Regions from separate parts of the Mus musculus genome. Here all the other regions are linked to region 1. A link is a contact called in public promoter capture Hi-C data. All regions are on one chromosome and are shown on one strand. The core of a region is the stretch at or near the end of the contact, and the rest is flanking DNA. Distances in the headings are between cores, read along the strand shown.

The links. Promoter capture Hi-C pulls out the DNA fragments that hold promoters and counts their contacts. Capture Hi-C pulls out chosen DNA fragments and counts their contacts.
Region 2: a contact with region 1 is called in a promoter capture Hi-C map of liver, with 4 times the contacts expected there. The contact joins the promoter of Cfl2 here to the promoter of Heatr5a in region 1. A contact is called at or near these places in 2 of 39 promoter capture datasets (cranial neural crest and hippocampal neurons) and 1 of 9 other capture datasets (liver).
Region 3: a contact with region 1 is called in a promoter capture Hi-C map of liver, with 7 times the contacts expected there. The contact joins the enhancer-like site here to the promoter of Heatr5a in region 1. A contact is called at or near these places in 4 of 39 promoter capture datasets (the 3T3-L1 cell line, hippocampal neurons, liver and 1 more) and 1 of 115 datasets of contacts at active chromatin or transcription factors (embryonic stem cells).

What each region holds. Positions count from the first base shown.
Region 1 is chr12:51,969,389-51,973,210 of GRCm38.p6, forward strand. It overlaps Heatr5a (HEAT repeat containing 5A), which reads right to left and starts at 1,933. Exons shown (of 36, transcript NM_177171.4): 1 at 1,815-1,933.
Region 2 is chr12:54,861,057-54,864,878 of GRCm38.p6, forward strand. It overlaps Cfl2 (cofilin 2, muscle), which reads right to left and starts at 1,821. Exons shown (of 4, transcript NM_007688.2): 1 at 1,688-1,821; 2 at 470-777; 3 at 281-357; 4 at 1-181. The coding sequence starts at 1,690. The coding sequence ends at 69.
Region 3 is chr12:54,196,657-54,200,478 of GRCm38.p6, forward strand. All of the region lies in intron 1 of Egln3 (egl-9 family hypoxia-inducible factor 3), which reads right to left. Among named protein-coding and RNA genes, the nearest start is that of Egln3, 5.3 kb to the right of the region's middle. Within about 2 kb of position 2,090, at least 52 of the 459 cell types and tissues checked have an H3K27ac peak or open chromatin away from gene starts, as enhancers often do. A contact at or near this core is called in liver, where this site is marked.

The sequences.
Region 1 (3,822 bases), core at 683-3,182:
CTACTCAGAAGTTAACCCCTTACTTTATCCATAAGAAAGGCTAATGAAGGTGTTAGCAACTGCCCTCTTAAAAATTAAGCTGCAAAGAATGGAGGGTGGAAAACAGAAACGCACAGGGCAAAGACAAGGAACCTTAATTTTCCCCTCAGAGAGTACATTCATTAGTTTAAATTGATGGTGTTAATTTTAGATAGTAATTAAGAAATTTTAAAGGTTCTGTGGGATTCTGGGAAGATGGTTCAGCAAGTAAGAAGGCTGGCTGAGCAAGAATGAAGGCCCGAGATCAAACCCACAAAAAAACGTGGACGGGGCAGGCACTTCTAACTGCACCGCTGTGGCGGGCAGAAAGACTGCTAGGGCTTTCTCTAGGTTTAGGGAGAAGACCCTGCTCCAAAAAAGCAGAAAGTGAGAGCAGGGCAGACAGTCCTGGGTGCAAGCACCTTCGAATACATGTGCATATTACTACCTCCCCACCCCCTCCCCCGTTATTTGGGAACTCTGTATTTTCCTGCTACTAACATCAAACGCTAATATAATTAAAGAACAAGTAAAGGTAACCTAATCAAGGATCCATAAAGAGTACCAAAGGTTAAGTCAGGAGTTTATTCTTGACCTACAGCTATCTATGTAAAGTAAGTGCATTCCACAGCACAACCAATCCGCTCTCCAATATTCTCCCGCCCCTATCTTAGTAAAACTGCCTCCTTGCTCTCTGGTGTTCGTTTTTTTTTTTTTTTTTTTTGAAAGTGAGTTAGCTGATGTGGCTCTCTCTACCTAAGCCTAGGTTGGCTGGGAACGCTCCCCTTTTCTGCCTCAACATCCTAAATACTAGAACTACAGATGTGCAACGTTAAGCCTGGCTTTATTCGTTTTTGGATGCTTATCTAAAATCTCATTCTTTGCCTCTGTGTATTAGTGCACCCCTTAAATTCCAACACTCTGAAGGCAGAGGCAGGTTTGAGACCGTCTCAAATAAATAATCAAACCTCATCCTCAGACATTGTCTCTAAGATGTTTGCGAAATAAAACCAGGCAACCTTGCATTAGGGTTAACTTAAGTTAATCTCCCAGCATTGTTTTTCAAAGTCCTGAACTGTTATAGGGCTTTTTTTTTTTTTTACTTCCTTAAACTTCTCCTTATCTCTAAGCTCTTTAGTTCCTTTAGGGTGACTAGCATTCTTATAAACCACGCACAACCCAAAAGACTACAAACCATCTAATTTGTCTGACCTGAGAGTTCAAATTCCCTTAACTTGTCAGAGGTACACGTTACGGTTACTAAGTTCCATTAGGTGCTTTACGAAGTTTCTAACGATTTGCAAACGATTTGCAATCATTTGAGATGATCTCTTTCTTGCTGGCGTGAAATAAGCAAATAAAGGAAAATAAAAAACAAACGTTTCCACCGACTCCGCAAACGCCCCTGGCGAAGGCTTTCCTTCTTAAGAAGACCTGGAAACTTCTGGCAACGTCCACTCTCTGCTGCTGGGGGCCGACCTGGAGGTGCAGGGCGGGTCCCCAGCCGCGGGGCAGGCGACCGGGTCCCCGACTTTCCCCTCCCGCGTCCCAGCCCCGCAGCTGCCGACCCCGCCTACCTGTTGGGCTGAGGAGGAAACCCGCCACGCCGCAGTCAGCCCCCGTGTCCCGTCTGTGCCTGCAGCCGGGACCCCGTCCCCCTCGGCTCCGTCCCACCGGGCCGGGTCCTCAGCCTCCGCACCGCGCCCACCCGGGACCCGCGCCACCCGGCTCCAGCCGCTCCCGCCCAGTCCCTAAGCACGCCGCCCCCAGCTTCCTCTCCGGATCTCCCGGCTTGCCTGCAGAGACGCCCTGAGCTCACACCCGTCCCGGCTGTGCCACGTTCCCGGCTCCGCGACAGCACAGCGGCACCCGGCTCCCCGCGGGCGAATGCGGAGCTGGGAGGGCGGGCGGGGCTGACAGCGCGGCGGGAGCGGCCATTGGGAGGGCCCGGCCCCTCCCGCGCCCAGGCTGGCCAGCCGCCCGCCGAGCCAGGGAGCGCACACTGTGGCAGGCGTGACTACTCCACCGCCGAGAGAGCGATGGGAGCTCCTGAGGCAGAAGTCACTTCTAGGACAGCGTGCTGTCCTCCAGTCCGGAGATTCCGGCCACAACTATTTTTGTCTATTTTTGTCGCCAGTCAGAATCTACACTTGCGGCTTAAAAGGCAGACACTTCAGGAGCCTGGAAATATTCAGGCAGGGCCGGAGCTGAAGGAGGATATGATGGAATCTTACCCGAGGAAGGGACTCTAAAGAACTTTTAACAGGAACCTAACTGTAAAAGGACTATGTGAAGATTCCACGCGGAGTCCGTGGCTCTGAGTCAGATGTGTTTTTCCACTATAATCAGGATTTTGAGTGTAACTTTTTTCCCTTGTTTTGAAACAAGCTTACAAGAAGGTTGCAATCGTAGTTCAAAAACATTATTCCCCGAACGGTTTTGAGATTTAAGTTGCTAATATTATGTCACAGTGTTCCTAAGCAGTTTACACATAGTCATAATAACTGCAATAGCGATATTCTTTATGCAATACACTCGGTTTCTTGGTTGTCTCAATCATGTTCCTTGTAAGGAAAGGCCTTCAGTTCCGAAATAAGTGTTCTTTCTAGTTGCAATGCATATCTTCAATCTGGAATACTTCCTTAGTCTTTGACATTTACAACCTTGACAACTTTGAAGACTATTGGCTCACTGTTTTTATAGAAAGGCTTTCATTCTGATTCTGTCTGATATTTATTCATGATTAGATTTAAACTAGATATCTTTGAGGACTCTCACAAGTGATTCCATGTTCATATGTGTCGGTGTTTGCTCTTCAAAAAGCTCCTTTTTCCATCTTTGTAATTAATATGTATTTTCTGAAGCTATTTTGTTTCAGGGTACCTGTGAATAACCTTGTTTAGAAATTCATAATTTATATTACTGGATATAGAATTGTTCCACTTCATTAAGTTGATTATAGTGTTCTTCCATTATTTATCTATTTACTTTTTACAACTTTTTGTGTGTGGGCCTACACATATGTGTGCCACATGCATGCAGTGCCCATGGAGGCCAGAAGAGGGCATCAGAGTTATAGGCAGTTGTGAGGTCCCTGATGTGGGTGCTAGGAACTGAACTGGGGTCCTCTGCAAGAGCAATGAGTGTCCTTTTCTTTTCTTTGTGTTGCATCCTGTACAGCTTGGTCCTAGAAACCTGACTGGGGCAAGAAGAAAGGGCAAACACAGGCACAGAAAAGTTGGGTTAAGGTGGGCCCTGCACATTTTAATGGAGTGGCATCAACTATGAAATAACCCACTGGAACCTCAGAACATGAGGCTAGTAGTCTTGATAAGAGGTATCTGTAGTGAGCTGCAGTTGCTGGGTTTTTGCACACTTTGGTCAATCATTAGTAAACCCTTGACCCAGAAGAGGGCTTTGCCACTCCCATGGGTCTGAGGCCTTGGGTCCTTGACATAGCCATGCCTTAGTCGACAATACACATTCTCTCAGGGCTTATCTCAGTTCCTTACAGTTTTGTTTTGTTATATGCACGTAGGTATGCCTGTCTTTACTTGCACCGTAGGCATGCCGTATCCTTGGAAGTCTAAAGACTGTGTTGGAGCTTTAAGAACTGCCATCAGATGTCGTTGTGGGCTGCCTGATGTGGGTGCTGGGAATTGAACCAAGGTCCTCTGCCTGAGCAGCATAGAGCTATGTCTCCATCCCTTTCATCTCTTTTGATGATCAAATTCTAAGTTTCCTCAGTCGGAGATTCATTCATTCATTCTTGGCTTCTGTGTCTTTGTGTTTCGAGTTATTTCC
Region 2 (3,822 bases), core at 571-3,070, 2.9 Mb after region 1:
ATTCCAGTGGACTGAGCTGGAGAGATACGTGTAAGCCCCTTAAGATCAAATGGCACTTGGCTATTATTTTATAGTGGCTTTCCTTCAAGGGAAACTACAACACTGCCCCCCAGTTTCTCTCCCAGCGTCGAGCGGTCCTTAATATCGTCCAAGCCATTTACTTGCCACTCATGTTTAATACCTAAAACGGAAAAGAAAAACACACCTCATTAACCTTATAACTAAGAAAGAGTAAAAAAAAAAATTTTTTTTTTTTGTACAGAACAGTCGATGTTGGTACCTGTAAATTTCTTTTTAATGGCATCTTTAGAGCTAGCATAAATCATCTTGCTTTTTAACGGTGCACTTTCAGGAGCCCTACGGGGGAGAAAATGTTGAATTTCAAAAGAAAAACAAAGGCAAAAACTGACTCTGATAATAATAATCCTTGCACTTTTAGAAGTACTTTTTTTCTTTTGTTTTTACACACCAGAATATAAATACTAGGTCTTCTTTCTTAGACTCTTTTGTTTCGTACGTGGCATCGTACAAAGCATATCGGCAATCATTCAGAGGCAACAACTTCACAAAAGATGTGTAGGGGTCCTCTACAGTGTCACCAATGTCACCCACCAAGATCTGCTTGGCTTCCTCTACAATTATTTGTCTTTTGTCATCGCTCAAACAGAAGAGAACTGCTTTCTTTCTTTTTTTGATCTCCTCCTGTGTAGAAGATTTTCTTACTTTCATATCATTAAAAACTTTGATGACTTCATCATTCACTGTAACTCCAGATGCCTGAAAACAAACAAAGGGTGGGAATTTAGAATAAGGATTTCGGTTTTAACCAAAATCATAGACTTCAGTCTGGCCAGAGTATTAAAAAACTGCACCAAACAACGTAAGCAGTCCTATTAGGTCTGTCAATTTTAAATATCAGAAGAAGATACGGGTAAAATGTCTAACTCATACTGCTCATTCATCCTTCTTAAAGGAGTACGGAGAGAACCGCTAACGGGAGGTGGGAAGGGACAAATACAGTTGAGCCATGCCTGAAATGTTTCCTATTTCACTGGGTGATGTCAGAGCTTCAGGAGCAGCAGCAAAAATACCTTCTGTATTGTGTCAACTCTGCAGGCCTTAAAAAAAAACACTCCAGGATTTCAGTTAACGCTTCTACTATTTTTTTTTTCTTTCTTTAAAGCCGTCTTAGCCACGGCTGCTTCCACATAAGGAAAGAGAATCAAGTGTAAACTCCAACCCGCTGCGGCTACAGCGATTACGCCCCACCGCCCATTGGCAGCCGCTTTGAAACTAACAGATCCCGTGAAAAGGCTCCCTACGGCGAGAAAAGCGTTTTAAAATAGGTTTCTACCTGTTCAATCTCCTCGGAACGGCGTTATGGCCGGCCTCCTAGACCCTCACCCAGAGGCTGCTGGCCACGTACCAACCTTACAGCGCGCGAGTTAAAAACCTTAAGCCGCGCAGGGCAGAGCAACACGCGGGGGCCCTGGCCCAAGGAGCGACCCTCTCGCGCCGGGCCTGCGCCGGGCCCTCCCGCCTCGGGACTCGGAGCGGCCGCAGGGCCTCGAGCCCTCGGCCCGCAGCGCCGAAGCGCCCACCGCACAGGCCCAGGCAGGGTTAAGATGGCGGCCGCGCGGGGATCCGCGCCGCGCCCAGCATTCCCCCGCCGGCGCGCCCACCTTACCATAGTGCCCGCGGCTGAAGTGGCTGCGGCGGCGGTGGCTCGGACTCCGGCTCGGTGGCACTGGGACGAGAAGAAGGAGGGGTCGGCGGCGGGCAGCAGAGAGTGCAGGGCACGCCGGGAGCTGCAGCCGGGCGGGCGGGCGGCGGGCTGGAGGGCCGCAGGGCGGGCGGGGCGGGGGCGGTCACGTGGTCAGGCCCCGCCCCCGCCGCTGTCCTCCGCCTGACCCCGGAGCTCCAGAACCGCTAGCAGAACCACGCGCAGCGGCGGCGGGAGCCCCGATGCTGACAGGGATGGTCGTAGCGACCAATCCGGGTTCAACGCTCGAGCGGTTCGCGGGCTCCTGGCGCTGCTCTGGGGGGTTGTGACGTGAGGAAACGGGGTGTGGTGGTCGGGTAGAGAGCTCTTTGCTTCATTCACTTGCGCTTTCCACGGAAAGGGTCCGGATTGTAACCTTTCGGGACCCCTTTGGAAAGCCCCGACTTTGAATGAATCGTTAAGATCTTATTCTTCTTTGTGTGTTTGAATTGAGACAGGATCTCGTTTGGAGTCTTTTGCGGGTCTCTTGATTCATGAAGTAACTGCAGATGACCTTGAACGGATCCCGCCTCCATCCTGCAGGTGTTGGGATTACAGGCAAGCACCACCTCCCTGGGTTTAGACCCCTCTTATTACTAAAAGGAGAACGAACACTATAAATATTACCTTAGTGATTGAAGTACTAAGCAAAGGCAGAATGAGAAGCAGGAATGTTGGCTTATACCTGGAATTCTGCAAGAAGAGGGTGAGGTCACAAAAAGTCTCTGGAGATACCTTGGACAGAATTATAATCCAAGTAAAACCAGAAACTGCTCAAGTTACGTTTCTTTTCCCCTGTAAATGGGATGTATTGAGATTACTAGAAAAATAAATGTTTATATGTGGAGAGAAAAGGGCCTGACACATTTGATTTGGTAATTGTGTTGAAATCGTGTGTGTGTGTGTGTGTGTGTGTGAGAGAGAGAGAGAGAGAGTGTGTGTGTGTGTGTGTGTGTGTGTGTGTGTGTGTGTGTGAATAGGTGTGCTGTGGGAGTCATTTCTCCTCTACCGTGTGGGCCCTGGGAATTAAACTTAAGTCATCGAGCTTGGTGGTACCCTATCCCCATGTCAGGCAGCACACAGGCAGTCGTCACCTGTGAGCTCAGCTCCATGGACCCTGACTCCCTCTCCTAACCTTCACAAACACCTGCACATGTGCACACACATAAAAAATAAATGTAAAAAATCCTTTTGTTTTTACTCAGTGTACATGTAGGTGTATCTGTGTGAAGGTCTGCTATGTGTGTGTGGGTGCCCTTAGTAGCCAGAAGATGTTTGATCACTGGAGCTAGAGTTGCAAGAGTGGCAGACCATTGTGAGCTGCCTGAGCTGCCTGTTGTGGGTGCTCCGGTCCACTCTACTTTCTCAGGCCCACAGATTTATTATTATACATAAGTACACTGTAGCTGACTTCAGACACACCAGAAGAGGGCATCAGATATCCTTATAGGTGGTTGTGAGCCACCTTGTAGTTGCTGGGATTTAAACTCAGGACCTTTGGAAGAGCAGTCAGTGTTCTTAACTACTGAGCCATCTCTCCAGCCCTAGTTTGTTCTTAAGAGTGAGTGCTTCTTGAGCATGGAGAAAGGATTGTGGGAGGGGGTGACTTGGAGGTGGGCAATGAGCAGAATGTAAAGTGAATAAGTAAAAAAATAAATAGTAAAATAAAAAAAAAATTGCCGGGCAGTGGTGGCGCATGCCTTTAATCCCAGCACTGGGGAGGCAGAGGCAGGCGGATTTCTGAGTTCGAGGCCAGCCTGGTCTACAGAGTGAGTTCCACGACAGCCAGGGCTATACAGGAATTCACTCAAAAAAAAAAAACAAACAAACAAACAAAAACAAAAAAATTGGAGCTGAGACAAAAGGATGGACCATCTAGAGACTGCCATATCCAGGGATCCATCCCATAATCAGCCTCCAAACGCTGACACCATTGCATACACTAGCAAGATTGTGCGGATAGGACCCTGATATAGCTGTCTCTAGTGAGACTACGCCAGGGCCTAGCAAACACATAAGTGGATGCTCACAGTCAGCTATTGGATGGATCACAGGACCCC
Region 3 (3,822 bases), core at 840-3,339, 2.2 Mb after region 1:
GTGAGTACCAGAGGCAAGCCCAGGACAACATGCAAACAACGCCTCCAAACAGCCCCACAGCTTCACGGTCTCCCATTAAAGTCAAAACCAGGCTTCGCTGGCACTTGGAACTGGGTTTCCCATTTTGTCTTCTGACTGGCAAACAATCCAGACTACGATCACATCCTTCAATTATACGGACGTGGAGGTTATTTTGGTTTTGAAAGGCAAAAAATAATTAACATAAGACACACGCGTTATTTTAGTGATTTTTCTGGTTGATGTCACCAAATACCTGACAAGAAGCATCTTAAGATAGGAAAGGTTTGCTTTGGATTAAAATTTGAGGGAATTCCTGGCCAGGGAAGGCATAGAGAGTGGGGAGCTGCTGCTCAATTGCCGACAGCCAGGAAGCCAAGAGTACATAGTACATGAGGGTTTCCAAACCACGAGACCCTCCCCCAGTGACCCACTTCCTCCAGCAAAGCTCCACTTTCTAAAGGTTTTACAACTTTACAAAACAATGCCAACTCGGGAATAAATGTTCAAACACCTAAACTTACGGAGGGGGTAGTTTACATCAAAGCGACAACCCATATTTACTCTAAAACTTGGGCAACATTATCGATGTGGCTTCTAAAGAATCAAAAATTGGCTTGCCTTAATAAGGATGCATCGATGCTGTTCTGAGCATAGGGGATACTGGGCAAGCGGCCAAATAAACCCCAATTCAAAACCTGAGGGGCTACATTTAACAGTGTAGAGCAGGAGTCAGTAAGGCTGAGATGAGCAAGGGGTAAGAGATGCACAGTTCACCAAAACCATGGGCAGAAACTCATCCACAAGAGGAGGCAAACTGAAGCAAGTGCTATTCTGGGTGAAGATAGAAATAACCGAGAGAAAAGGGTACAAGTCCTATGTATAATTAACCAAGCTCACTAATCTTACTTGGCAAACACCCACAGAGCTACGAATCCAAGCCAAATCAATGGTTCCTGGCCATCTGCCAAAGTTGGATTCTTTCGTCTGGCATCATAAAATGATCTGTCTGTTGTATTTACAATCCCAGTACCTCTGGATTCAGTCACCCACTGGGCACCCCTGGCAGATACCCAGCGGAAAACATCAGAACTATCATTACTGTCAGAACGTGTGCATTTGACAAACACCGGAGGAAAGTGACAGATATCTCGAAGCATTAGTTAACGGCCACAAAGTACTGCTGCAGAGGAAGCGTCAAATCTGTGGCTAAAATAACTTTAAAAAACAAAAACAAAAATGAGTAGCCTTGTCCACTGTGCGAACTTGTTCACTACTCTTCGGTCTTCAATAGGCTCGAGTCAAATGTTCTTTGTTTACCCAGCATCAGAGAATTCAGCCAAAAGTAGAGATGCCGAGCAGACCAAAGTCCCAGGGGAGCAGCCTTCTGAGCCTTGCCCTGAAGGACGCATCGTACTGTGGCGTTTGAAGGTGCTCACCTGGCAGTGCCGTTCAGTAAAAGTCTTCAAGCCTCGGCATATTGTCTCCCATATAAGGCGTGCTCCCAGGATACAGTCCTGGGATGCAAAACTATTTTTATTATTAGGAAAAATCTAGTTTTCCTAGCCAGAGTCAGGAGTGAATTTACCAAATTTGCATTAAGCTGTCAGAAAGAGAAACAGTTTCCTGACATCCAAGAGCCCTTTATAGAGATAGGCAATTAAGCACCATGAAGATGCTTAGCATTTTCAGTCTGAGCCATATTTAAAAATTTCAGATAAAAAACTGAATGCACATGGCAGAGTTCACCAGCCAGTCCTGGGCCACATGACTCATGATGACCCAGCCCTAGCCTTGGAGGCACCTGTTCCCACAAGCCCTACCATGAAATCTCCCTCACTCCTCTTACCAGGGCTGTGTTCTATAAATGACTTCCTCAGACAGTTTAAGATTTTGACCACAGAGACACTGCAAATCTCTGCTCTCTAAGGATCACACCTTGTCATGGGCTCAAGCAACCGTATTTGTGACAAACAATTCTCTATGCTTGCACCACCCCAACCAGGTCTCCTAGTTCCCCAGAGCTAAGGTCAAAACAGTGAGTGCAGCTTTCCCCAGGGCAGTGGAAGCTGGGAAGCTGGGCTGCTGTTCAAGCTTCAGGCCATCTTACCTAAGAGCTGAAGCAGCCGGTGCAAGGCATCACCATGAGCCATGCGTGTGGAGCAGCAGCAAAGGCTGGGTTAGAAGGATGAAGGGGAAGAAACGCAGAACAGAAATGGAGAAAAAAGAAAGGTCTCAAAACTCAGAGAGCGCAGGGCGTGGTGGCACAGACTTTAATCCCAGCACTCGGGAGGCAGAGGCAGGCGGATTTCTGAGTTCGAGGCCAGCCTGGTCTACAGAGTGAGTTCCAGGACAGCCAGGGCTATACAGAGAAACCCTGTCTCAGAAAACAAAAAAAAAAAAAAAAGAAAAAAAAAAACTCAAGAGAGCTCACACCAGCTGGGTAGGAAGGCTCGAGATTTTATTGCCCACCCCCCCACCCCCCACCCCCGTTCTCTGAGACTCCTGACTGCTTTTCCTGCACTTGTGTCTTGAGAGAAGTCAGATCAGCAAGGTACATCTTCCCATTTTTGCTTAGAGTCATTTCCAACCAACATAAGTTCCATTAAGTAACAAGCATTCTTAACAATACCAGAAGGGCAGGCCAAACAGCTGCTCCACTAGGGGAAAGCAAGCCCAAGCCCCCACCCCCACCCCCACCCCAGGCTACACACTCTTGTTCATTAGCCTCCTGCTGCTCAGTCCTCTGTCTTGTCACAAGGAAAGGACTGATCTGTCTGCTCACAATACAACCTTTTTAACCCCCTTGCCCACAGATGCCCTGGTCAGGGTCCTAACAACCAGTCTAGCAATGCTTGCCTAAAACCAACACTGGAAGAACTAACTCAGCACTTCCCTTGCACCTCAGATGCACTCAAGTGGCCCACACCATATCCACAGTGTGTGATGTGTGTCTCATGGCTTGAGACACAGTTAACGAGGAACTAGACTAGCCTACAGTTCACATGTATTTGTGAGTATAAGCTGGCTCACAGGAGTCCTGCACTGAAACTCAGAGACACACATGCACATTTGGGGTGCTAAACAGGAAGGCCTGAAGTTACGAACAGACTCAAGTCAGACTCATTTGAAGAAGAATCTCAAAACTAACCTGGAGCTTTTAAACAAAGACGAAAACTGGACATTCTAAGAATTTTACATGTATTGGTATAAAGTTCTTTTTCCTAAAGCTTTTGAATTATTATTTTACACTTGATAGGGCCCCAAGTGACTTAACTTATCTAAGGCCACAAGGCTTAGTAACACCAATCCTCCCCCAACCTCTTTCTAAAACTGCCTCTGGGCCCTGACTGAGAGACTTTGGGTCTATTATTTAAGTGCTTCGTTCATTTTGGGCCAAGGCTCAGAGACGAAAGTAAAATAAGTACTGTGCTGAGCAGAGGCACCAGGCAGCACAAACTGCTCAATAAACGGTATTTATTATTGTTAGCGTTCCCAACTCTGAGTCTACAGTGAATGCTTCAGGCAAAGGGACATTCGGTTCTATAAATTACACGTTCTCTGGAAAACAGCCATTTGCAAGCTCTAGGCAGCCAAAGAAAAAGGAGCAAATTATAAGCAGTATTTATCTTGGATATGGTCTAGATCTTCAGGAGGGAGTAGGAACAGATAACCATTGCTAGTTGGAAAGCAATGACCACACTTGAGGGTAGGGGGCGCCATGATACTCCTCGGGACCACAGGGACTTTTCCCAGAGGGACTCCAAACCCCATTTTGCTATAACAGAGGCAAAGCAGAAAATT